Regions from separate parts of the Mus musculus genome. Here region 1 is linked to region 2. A link is a contact called in public promoter capture Hi-C data. All regions are on one chromosome and are shown on one strand. Each heading gives the region's core, a stretch centred on a gene start, on an enhancer-like site or on the middle of the called end of the contact. The rest is flanking DNA. Distances are from core to core; before and after follow the strand shown.

Region 1 (5,711 bases), core at 2,232-4,731, 1.3 Mb after region 2:
CATAACTCACACATGGACTCTCACAGTCCCCCCCACCCCACCCCACCCTACCCTGAGATAAATGTGAGCACCATCTCCCATCCGGTTTAGGTTTGGCCTCTGTGCTTAGCTGAAAACAGGCAAAGGACTCCAGGGGCTTCCAATGAGGGGCAGAGTCTCAGGGAAGCTGGACAAGGGCCCTTGGCTCTTCCGTCGGTAAAAGAGCTGTGGCGTTAAGCAGACGACTTAGGGTGCTGCTCTCCCCTCAACGCCCAGCAACAGTGAATCAAGTTGGCCTGAGGATGGGCGCTCTAGGATCAGCTTTTACTCCTTCTCTGGTGCGAGAAGACGCTGAACTTCCTTCTACACCCATTAGCTCACAAGCAAGTCATAAAACCCCTCACGCCCTCCGCGGGTAACCTTGGAAAAAAAAAAAAGGCCGCCCTCGGGGGGGGGGGGGGGAACGGAGGACTTCAGAAAACACCTAACGAGGGGTGCGGGGTGCCTCAGCTTTTATGAGTGCAGGTTCTATTAATGTGAACTATGCCTGTGACCTGGAGGGGCCTCTGCGCTCGCTCAGAAATCCTAAAAGAAGCCCGCGTGCGTTAGCGCACTCACTTTAATGGGAAGAGGGTTCTCATTTCTTACAACAGGTAAAAACATAAATACGGGTGGGTGGGCGACGGCAAGACAACCAGGGCCCGGGCGCCCGGCCCAGGCTCCCGGTCCTAGTGTGGAATCCGTCGAAAGTGCCCGTGACCCTGGAAGGGCTCTGCCAGGTCCGAGACACCAGGCTACGTCAATAAAGTGGGATGGATCGGAGAAAGGTCCCAGGCCTGCGCGAGGGTGGGTGTGAAATCTGAGGGACAGGGCATAGTGGGAGCTTTCCCATCCCCGGAGTCATCGCCCTTCTCCTAAAGGTGGGAGTCGTTCCGGGGCGCCCCAAACGGGCTCTTTCCCTACCAGGCTCGGATGCCGTGCAGCGTGGAGACGCCCGAATTGCCCTGCGGCATCCCGGGACTCTGCACGGTGTTCAAGTCCCCGACGCCAAAGTTCACGAAGTTGCTGTTGGCGGAGGCGGCGGGGGGCTGCGCGGCGGGGGGCGCAGCGGGGTAGGCGGCGCAGCTGTAGCCGGGACTGCAGGCCGCGCCGCCGTAGCTGGGGTAGGGGTAGGCGTTGTAGCCATAGGCATTGAGACCCACGCCGTAGGCGGGAGCGTAGGCCGCGGGGTCCCCCAGGCAGGGCTTCCCGTCGCGCACCAGCACGGGCACCGCGATCCTGCGCGCGGGCGGCGGCGGCGGCCCCAGAAGCTCCAGAGTCTGGTCCTGCCGCTGTCGCTTGCACTTGTAGCGACGGTTCTGGAACCAGATCTTGACCTGCGTGGACGTGAGCTTCAGCACGCTGGCCAGCTGGTCGCGCTCTGGCGCCGACAGGTACCGCTGTTGCTTGAAGCGCCGCTCCAGCTCGTAGACCTGCGCCTGCGAGAAGAGCACGCGTGGCTTCCGTCGCCGCCGTGCGCGTGGTCTCTCGGCGCCATCCGTCTCGGCTTTGTCCAGCTCCACTGCCTTCTGCAGCGCGCACAGCTCTGAAGGGGAAGAGAGGCAGAGAGGTGGCGGGTTAGAGCGGCGGGCCGGGGACCTCAGGGCCCTTGTAGGGGTGGCAGGGAGTATCACTCTGGTCCTATGCCGGACACCCAGCTCCGCTTAAGCTAATCGCCGAGTGCACGGGCTCGCTCGGTTCGATGTTGGCGCAATTGCGCATCTGGGAAATGCCTAAGTGGCTTGGACAAAACAAAACAAGAGAAATCTCGGGCGCCCTATCCCAGACCTCTTCCCCGGATAGTTAGCGTTCTCTTAACAGTCTGGGATTTAGCTTTAGCTTTTCTGGCTGCAAAGAAAATAAAGTCATGAGGATGCTCGGAGTGAATTACATTAGGAATACTCCGGTTTGTCCCTCGGGTGGTCAGCTGATGTTGGCATGGCTTCTGGACTTCCCAGTACCCGGAGGAGGACAGAGGCCTCTACACCAGCCCTGCGGGATTCCGGTTGGTAGCAATAAGTTCTAATCCTCCTCCAGTCCTTCTCCAATGTTCCTGGACCTTCTCTCTGCTCCCAGGGAAAACCTAGGAACGTCCTCTAACTCGCAGAAACCATTGGGCCTCTCTGGCTTTACTCAGCACAGGATCTGGGCCTGGGACTTCCCTGCTCCTTCTGTGAGCTGGCCAGGAGCCCCTCTCCCTACTCTGAGATATTTGGTATTCGGCCACCTTCGGAAGCCTGCTCTTCACTTCTCAGTGTCTTTATTCGTTCCGTATTTCCCAACAGTTCCCAGAAAGGAATTTCTGCCTGATCCTGCCTGGAGATTGTACTAGAAAAACAAAGCCAACCCCAGCTCCTGGGATCCGCAGCATCGCATCTCAAAATCACAACCCGGTCCCCAGACTCCTCTCTTTTGGCACAAAGGAGGCAAGGCCCAGAAAGGCAGGGTGGGCTACACAAGGCCCAGGATACACGGGGCTAAGCTTTCGGTTTAGCAGTTCTCAGTGTCTCAAAGTACCCCCAAATCTGGAAGAGATTTTAACTCTCCAGTACGAAGATTTGTTCTAACGCGGATTGTTAGATAGCTTAACTTTGTAACAGATCCAAGAACAAGGCCCTAACCTACTGGGGTTTTGTAGGCCGAAAACAACATTTTAATCTTCTCTCTCTCTCTCTCTCTCTCTCTCACTCTCACTCTCTCACTCTCTCCCTCTCTCTCTCTCCCTTCTTTTTTCCTGACCCTCTAAATTCGGCGTTCCCTCTAAACTTCGGACTGACTGCGGGACAGCCTGGAATCTTATACTCCAAACTCCCCGCGCCCAGCCTTCACCCCGGACTGAGCTACTGTCAGGCCTGGGTTTCTTGGCTCAGGGTTTTGGACATGAAAGCGATTCCAGAAGGGAAGAGCTTGAGGTTCTCCTTACCTTTTTTATCCGCCCGAGGGTCTTTGGCTGGGTCAGGGTCACCGTAGGCTCCCGGGTAAAATGTGGGGGCGGCTGGGAAAGCAGGAGAGCACTTGGGGGGCGAAGGCGCGGGGCCCATCTCCGCGCGCAGCTCTGCCAGGCCGGACGCTGCCGCCTCGGGGCCAGAGTAGGCCTCGGGCTTGAAGGCGGCCAGCATGCAGGAGGCAGGGGCCAGGGTGGCCTCGAGGCGCGCAGACAGGTCCCCAGACGCCAGGCTACGCTGCTGCTGCTCCAGGTTCAGGATGTCTTTGACTGAGAAAGGCGTGGGTGTGAGCGCAGGGCTGGGGAACATGGTGGCGACGCAGGTTTCACAGCGCCAGGTGGGTAGCAGAGAGTGGTGCTGCCCACCCCTGGGGACAGCCTCCCCGCATGGTGCCCGCCGCCCGCCCGCGCACCCGCCTCTCTGCCCTGGATGTGGCGCGCGGCAGCAGGTAGCGCGGAGCACCAGGGGCAGAAGAGGCGGGAGCAGGCTGGAGTAGGGGGGATTCAGCCTGCCATTGGGCCAGGGGCCTGGATGACAGGAGCGACGGGCAGTTCTGCGTCACCTAATATAGACATAGGGATGGGAAAAAAAAATCCTGCTCAGCTTTTTTTAAAGGGGCCGCGACACATTTGGGATAGTCTCCCACTCCTGCAAGGAGATTGCTCCTCGTTAGCCTGAAAATCCCAGCCAGACACACTCAAAGAAAATACCTGATTCTGTTATGCTGAGTCTAAACGCAGGGTTGGGGGTGGGTCGAGGATTTGAATAAATATTCTTTGCACTGTGTCCTGTATCACTAAATGGGCTGGTGAGGATGGATTGAAAGCCAGAAGAGGGGGGTTATTTTCAGGGATCAAGACTATGACTACAATATTGTTTACTGAAGTCTGCCTAAGAGTAGCCTGCATAGAAAGAGAATCACAGAGAAGACAGTTGTTCTGGGACGAACACTGAGTTTAACACATGAGTTTAAGAATTGGATTGGGGAGCGGTAGTTAATTTGACCTACAGGACCAAATTCAACCCAGGAACCCAGAGGGGCCCCAAGGGGTTCTGAGCTGAATGGAAAGGTGAAGTGGCTAATTGTGGGGTGGGAGTGGCCACCTGCTTCAGACTAAGCGGTGGGGCCAGGCACCTCTCCAGAGAGAAGGAAGCATTGTTGGGGAATTGACTCTTCCTGGAGGAGAGCTGCCTTCTGGGTTGTCTGCCTGGATTCTCCTGAAGCCCAAGCTGCTTCATTTTTCACCCTCCTAGGCCACCACAAAAGTCCCAGACCCTTTCTAGCCCGATCCTCCAGGGCCTTCCTGGGCTTCTACTCCACGGGGCAGAGGACAGATCAGGCAGGTGGAGGGACATTTTCAGTCCAGTGCTGCTTCTGTCTGAAAACTGTCAGGGTTTAAGGAACCCAGGTTCTGTACTAAGACAACTGTCTGGATCTAAGGAACACTTGGGCCCTCCCAGACCCAACAGAGTGGGACTTTTTCCTGCTGTAATCTCAAAAAGAGAAGGCACATCGATTCCAGGCAAAACCTCCCCCACCGAAGGTATATGGTAAGGCTAACCTCTGGGAGAGCTTGGGCTCACCACACCGATTTGCAAAGGGGATGTGCCCTTGAAAATTCATGTGGTGAGGGTCCATCACCTGTTTTCGGATATAAGGATTCCCAGAGTGAACAGATCTGTGAGTCAGAAGGCACACAGATATGAAGGACGAGTTGGCCACCAGAGGAGAGGCTTTTGGAATAGAAACGGAGTGTGAGTGTAGGGTCAAAGGTTAGCTAAACAAGTCACTCTTAAGTCATGAACCCAAAGTCCAGAGATCAAAACTTTTGTGAGTGCAGAGTGTGAACTGTCCCTCCTGGCAGGGCAGTGTGGGCCATTGGGCGCTGGCAACCATCTGGGCCATAGTGAAGCCAGCAAAGGCCTGATTTGTGTTCCTTCCTGCTTTTCCTCAAACCCAAACTCCCAAGGCCTTGGGTTGTCTTCAACTAAGGGAGAAGGAGACCCAGCTCCAGGCAGACTGTGAAGCCCAATTCCAGGCTCCAGTGGTCAGCACCAGACTTGGGAGCCATAGTGAGATCTCAACCCAGGGACCACAGAGCATCCTAAAGCTGGTGCTCTTTGTCTTCCGCTGTGTCCCTCTCCAAGCAGTCCAAAGCCTTTGCCTTTTTTCGCTTTTGTTGTTTTGTTTTGTTTTGTTTTGTTTTGTTTTGTTTTCCTCCCTTGCCACAATTTCTGGTTACATTACAGTTACTGTTCTGAGCCAACCTAGCTTGGGACCCTCCCGAGATTGAAGATTGGTTTGTGTGGGTTGGACGGATGTCTATCACCCAGGCGGTGACGTCTGGCAAACGAGCCACATCCGATTCAATTAAATGTCTTGCTGAAAACAGCTTCGGGCGAGGGTCCTGGGAGTCCTGTTAAGTGAATCGGCTGGCCCTGCGGATCGCGATGACAGTTTGAAAGATTAGTGTGAGCTGACGCCTGAAATATTACCGTTTAATTGGGGGAGCTATATTGGGGGCCGCATCCGGGATCCCTGTTTTAAGTCTTTTTTAAAAAATAGTTTTGAGAGGGGACGTTTCCTTTGCAAATCAATGTGGTGAGGATTTATCACTTTTTTCGGATATAAGGGCTTCCAGAGTTGACAAATCTGTGGGTCAGGTGTCAAGAAAAAGGAAGAAAACTCTTCTAATTTGAACAAAATCAGTGACTTTCCCACCCCTACAACCTTGGTGAAAAGGCCCT
Region 2 (6,292 bases), core at 624-3,123:
CTCCAGCCACTGAGGACCCAAATTTCCTGCAGACCCCTTCTGCTGTCCTCGCCCACCGTGGGCAAATCCAAGAGGGACGCTAGAGCTGAGTCCCAGCCCCAGCTGGGCGCTGGATGCTGGAACAAGAGGTCCACTTTATGCTCTTCACAATGCCCCATTGTGCCCTTCTGCAGGGAGGACAATGTTACCACTGCAAGGGGAAGCTGAGGACAAAGGGCTCTTTGTGAGGATGGTCCCCACCTGAGCCACAGCACCCAGGGTCACACCTGATGGCAGAGCGGTCCTTCCTCTCCTTCTATTCCCTGCATAGCTCTGGCTTCCAGAAATAATTTGAGGAAGTTGTGCCGACTAAAGCTGCCCCCCCCAAAGGTCTCTGCTGGCCCATCCCATGCCTGGCATATGCCAGTGAGGAGAGGCAGGGCTAAGGGTTCCTACTGAAAGATCTGGATGCAGGATACACAGTTCCTTCAGTCTCTAAATTCTTGAGACCTTGGGCAGATGCTGGCCTGTAGGAAGCCTGGCAGGTGGGAAGTATTTGTATTACCTATCACAACATCTGTAATGGGGCATACTCTCAGCTGGGCTCCCAAGGGAGTGCTTCTGAAGAAAAAGAAAAGGAAACTTAAAAAAAAAATACCCAAAGCACGTTGTAGGCTGTATTTCTATGCTAGCACTCTAGTATCAGGAAGCCTGGAGGCCGGGAAGAGTCCCAGCAACAGCACACCAGTCCTTACCCACAAAAGGCTCACTGCTGGTGTAGAGGTATAAATATTAATGGGTTGTTTAACCATGCAAGCATTGGTCATTTATATGTCAAAGCAGCAATCACAAAAAGGAGATGCTAAGGATAAGTTGCAAAAAAAAAAAAAAAAAAAAACCAACCAGTGATAATTCAGAAAGGCACAAGATCTTTAATACATAGAAAGCTCTGAAAGATGGATGGAAAAAAACCCTTGTTCCAGAGAGCCCTGTAGTTGGCATTATAACCACTCTGGCTGTTGATGCCATGTTTAACCATGCAGCATTGGTAACTTATATGTCAAAGCAGCAATCACAAAAAGGAGATGCTAAGGATAAGTTGTTAAAAAACAAACAAACAAACAAACAAACAACAACCAGTGACCCTCCTTTTCTCTGCTGCAGAACGCCTTTCTAGTATCATTTGTGGGCAGTGCTGGAGTGGCACCTAACACGAAAAAGCAGAATTGCTATCAGGCAAGTGGCATGTAATACCAGCATCGAGGGAGGCAGCTCATGAGGACAATTTCTTTGCTGTCATTCTGGGCTTTATAGCTCAAGGCCAGTCTGAGCTATTAAATATAAAGTCAAATATAAAAGCAGCATTTAAGGTGTGTCTCCTTGGGATTCTGCGCATGCTACTGGTGGGTAAATCTGAGTCCTTGATGGTCCAGTGGCCCCATAAATAGCTTGAACACGGTCCTAGATCTTCATAGAGGTGCCACCTGTATACTGAGGTCTCTGGGGACCACAGACAAGGAGATTTAGGAAGAAGAGAAAGCAGGAGGTTCCAGGGCAAATTTCAGGTTTCTTCCTGTCAGTTGTCCTATAGTATAATCTGCGCCTTCCTGGGCAGCGGGCAGCAGAGGAATACAGGATGAAAACCCTGCTCTGCCACGGCCACAGGCCTGGCCTTCCCTGCACATTCGCACCCAGGACACGGCCTGCCGTCACTAGCTCCTTCCCCTGTCGCTTCACTCTCTGCAAATACTGAAGCCACCACGGAGACGCCCACCGCTAGGAGAGACCGCCCAGAGAGGGCGTGGCGCGTGGGCCTTGGCTGCAAGAGGTCCGCGTGTCATCCAGGGGAGCTTGTGTGGCTTTCGGGCTTGTGGGCGTGGCCTCCGCGCGCACCGCCCTTTGTGCTCATGCGCCCAGACAGCCTAGTAATGGCTGCGCCCGAGGGGTCGCTGAGAAAACGGAAGGTCGGGGGTGCGGAGCACAGTCCAGCGTCGCAACCTTCTCTGGCTAGAGATCCCGCAGATTCTCCAGCTCGGCTGCACACGGGCACCTTCTGGCTGACTAGAATCGTGCTCCTGCGGGCCCTCGCTTTCATTTACTGTGAGTGTCCGGTGGGAGCGGGCTGTTGCCGGCATCCTGTGACCTGGTCCCAAACCCTAATTGCTTCCGGACTCCCGTTTGTCCCTCTATAGGCTTCAAGGATCCTGCACTAAAACCATTCTGCCCTTCTGTGAGCTTCCGGACCCCGCCTTCTCACCTCCCACTCAGTGGCTGCTTAAACTTTATGTCAGGTCCCTCCTCGGCGTGTTCCTGGGACCCCACCCCAACCCCTGCCTCTCCACAGCCCCACTTAGCACGTGTAAGAGGCGAAGGCAGTCCCCATGCACTCCCTCTGCCTGCACCCTGGGAATGGCGAGACGATGCTAATTCTATTCCTGTTCCGAAGCCCTAGGGGAGATGACGGTCTTTAGCCTGCAACTTAGACCTAGCCTCGCCCCTTTTGCCTTCTCTCAGTGGGTCCCCCACTGGACCCAAAGGTTGTGCAACAGCTCCAACCTGACCTGCTTGGAAGGGCACCCGGCAGAGGGCCCAAGGATCTAGCCAGATTTCACTGGTAGGCAAGAAGTGAGGTTCAACCAGGTCAGCTCTGGAAGGACTCCAAGGTTCTGCTTAGGCTCTGCAGACCTTTACAGTCCACTGCAGCATCCCATACCTACCTGAGCCTAAAGAGTCTTAGCCTCCTTCACTTCAGGAAAAGCGGAATCAAAGGTACTGGCAGGCAGGCAGGCTGGTGTCCCCCATACACACCGCTTTTTGGTTTTGGTTTTTGTTGTTGTTGGTTTGGTTACTGTTTGTTTGTTTTTTAAAACAGGGTTGCTCTGCATAGTCCTGGCTGCCCTGGAACTTGTTCTGTAGACCAGGCTGGTCTTGAACTCCTCACAGAGATCTGCCTGCCTCTGCCTCCAGAGTGCTGGGATTAAAGGTGTGGACCACTACACTGGGCACTGATGTCCCCTCAGCTCCTGGCCTGTTATTGCTACCCACAGTAGTGGGCCAGGAGATGTCATATAGAACCAGTTCCAAACAACTCACTATAGTGACACCTGAACCCCCAGCTGAGGCTGAGCGCCTGTCTACTCACACTGGGCCTGCCCTGCCTGTGGCCATGAGACGGAGCTCAGGCTTAAAACCTGTGGACATCTGTCTGGTGGGAGTAACTGTGGGTTCCAAATCCTCACCCTAATTCCTAATACCTAGGGGGTGGCCCAGTGACTATGTGGACACTGGTGGCCATGGCCCAGCCTTTTAGTAAGGAAGGCAAAACTGAGTGCTAAGTAAGCCCCAGGGCCCAGGACATGCCAGGCTCGTGCATGGTGTACCTTCGGCATCTTTCAGAAGAGTCATCTTAGACTTTGGGCTGTGTCCATGTGGCTCTCATGTGGAGAGTCAGGCTCATGTGCATTTTTGTGTGACGGACTGGCTACTTCCGGGTGCATTGGAGAACTGGAGTTCTTAACCAAACGGTCCCGTGTGTTTGCCTGCCTGAGTTTCCACTTATTCTCTCTAAAGCGGGTGGAAAAAACTATCTAGGCTTGTGCTGTTTTATCCCATGCAATACTAAGGAATTCTGGGAACGTTGGTACTGACACACTCAGAGCAAGATGAAGGGAATCTACAGGAGGGATAGAATTGGAAGGTACAGTGGCACCTGGTGGCTTTGTGCTGAAGACACTTGGCAGATAGGCTCTTGGGCTCTCGGGTGGGCAATGTCACCTTTGGTCAGTATAGGATCTAGCATTTCAGCTTGACACAAAAGGCTGTGAGCTCAGGCCGGGTGTGGTGGTGCACGCCTTTAATCCCAGCACTCGGGAGGCAGAGGCAGGTGGATTTCTGAGTTCGAGGCCAACCTGGTCTACAGAGTGAATTCCAGGACAGCCAGGGCTATACAGAGAAACCCTGTCTTGTTTCAACAAAACAAAACAAAACAAAAAGGCTGTGAGCTCCTCACTCAGGCAGATATTTCCAGTGGCTGCTTAGTGTGTGTGGGCAATGTGTGTGTGCAATGTGCTTTGCTTCCTTATTGCTTCCTTATCCCATCTTCCTGTATCATGGTTTCATGATTCCTGGCTGCTGGATAACCAGCAGTCCCAGATGTAGTTTCTTCTAAAAGGCTCTGGACCTCACTGGACCATGAGCTATTCTCTGAGATCCCTTCAAAATAATACTTGTCCAGCTAGTTCACCTGAATGTTGAATTGGCACTGCTTCTACTATAGAAAGACTTGTAATTAAATACAGTCCAGTGCATTCTGAGGCTACCCCTCTTAGGAGCATGGGATCTACAGGTCTTTCCTTAAGCACAATACATACGTCCAAAGCACCTGTTGCCTATAATCTTTGCACTTGAAAGGCAGAGGCAGGGAGTCTGGAGTTTGAGCCCAGCCTGAGCTACATAATAGCAAGGTCCTGTCAAAGATAAATAATGACTTTAAGGAAGGTGTCGGGTCAGAAGACTGTGGATGAGTAACAGTGCTGTGTGGTCGCCAGTGAGTCCTCAAAGCCAGCCCCAGAGCCTGCCTCTTAGCTTCAGGCTTGCACACTCCACCTGGTGTTGTGTGACTCCGATCACAGCAGTCCCAGGTTGCACCCAGATGGCAAGGGCGAGCTCCCCACAGGGCAAGTGCGCATGGCTTCATCTCCCAGAGCGGCTACCACAGGGAAGCCATGGAAGCCAGGGCATGCCAGTTCTTGAGAGTGGTTTTCCTGTAGGGATTGCCCCATCCGCTTGAAGTAAAGATTCACTCATCACCCTGATACCTGGCCTCTAGCCCCTGAGAATGCTCACCCTGTGTATCAACTGCCGTGCACCTTGTTCATGCTGTGCACGTGTCCAGTGACACCACTGTTACTGACAAAGGAGAGAATGCATTCAGGGGTTGGCTTAGTAAGCGAACGGCGGTGAGTGACAAGCCCTTGGCTTTAGCTCTGCTGTCTATTGACAACACCCAGGGCCTGTGTATTTTAGGCACCAGGCTTGTTCCTGGACAATGTCTTTCTTGAAGCCCAAGGAACACCCAGGAGGCTGGAGAGGGGACACTGGGCAACTGATACGATCTGGCTACTGCTGCTCTTGGGAAGGGCTGGGCTCTGGACATGAATACGCACGGCACAGGACTTCCCAGCCTCAGCTGGGGGACCGCAGTGTCCGGAGCGTGGGGTAGTTCTGCTCAGCCTATCACTCTCCCCAAGTGTGATGAGGAAGCTGTATGAGAGCAAGATAGTTCCACTCCAGGGAGGTTTAGGTGTGTGTCCCAAGCATTGGCTGTATATGTTCCTTGTATTTGCTTGGTCACCTTTCCTCATTTACATATGGTCTGGTTGACCTCTTAGCTGAGGAGAGAAAACAGAAAGTGCCCTCGATAGCCATGAACTGGTCATTTGGTGTTTTGTCTAAAACCTTTGCTGCTAAACCTGTGTCACATAGGCTGCCCCTCCCCTCGCCCTTCCCTTTTGGTTTGTTGAGCTCTGTGAGTGCTGGGATGGCAAGCATGAGCCGCCAGGCACAGCCTAGGTTTCCTTTTGTATTTGCTTCTAATTGTTTGGTTTTATCTGTACCGCATTCAGGCAGTGGACCTCTTGAATTAATTTTTACGTTAAGGTGTTGTTTGTCTGAGACCATCTTTTTGCACATGGATTTGGTATTAGCTTGCTTAGGGGCCTGGGTATGGATGGAGGTGCATTTTGCTCAGGTTTTGTTTTGGCTTGGTTTTGGCAGGAGGAGTATATATACCATGGTGGTAGTTCTGGTGGGCACTTTCTGCTAAGTCATCTTTTAATGGATAGCATTGTCATAACAATAGCAAGCCCACCCTTATGCAACAAGGGGCTAGGGTGATGGAGTGGGGCTAGTCTAGAGATTTCCCACTCGGCTCCACGGCTTTCTGATCCTGGAGCACTGCCACACTAAGGAATAAGGAATCTTGGGGTCAGGTCACAATTAAACTGTAGCAGTTGGTCCAGCTGCAGCTGTTGATTGTATTTCCTCAGCACATTGTCTTTGCAACTTTGTGAGTCTATGTGAATCCACTGCTTGGCCTCCGCTCCCCTCCACCGATTTCTGTTTCTAGTTCTCCTTCTCTTCTCCTTCTCCTCCTTTTCCTTCTCTGCCTTCCCCATCTTCTTTTTTTTTTCCTTTTTCTTTCTTCTTTCTCATTTTCTTCTTCATTTTTCTTCTCTCCTCCTTTCTTCCTCCTCTTCCTCCTCTTTTTCTTCCTTCTCCCCAGTTCTCCTTATCTTGTGTCTTAGTTAGGGTT

Evidence for each region. Capture Hi-C pulls out chosen DNA fragments and counts their contacts.
Region 1: a contact with region 2 is called in a promoter capture Hi-C map of liver, with 2.9 times the contacts expected there. The contact joins the promoter of Nkx2-5 here to the promoter of Lmf1 in region 2.

What each region holds. Positions count from the first base shown.
Region 1 is chr17:26,838,084-26,843,794 of GRCm38.p6, forward strand. Nkx2-5 (NK2 homeobox 5) reads right to left here and starts at 3,482. Exons shown (of 2, transcript NM_008700.2): 1 at 2,942-3,482; 2 at 582-1,564. The coding sequence starts at 3,272. The coding sequence ends at 939.
Region 2 is chr17:25,577,301-25,583,592 of GRCm38.p6, forward strand. Lmf1 (lipase maturation factor 1) reads left to right here and starts at 1,874. Exons shown (of 11, transcript NM_029624.4): 1 at 1,874-2,079. The coding sequence starts at 1,887.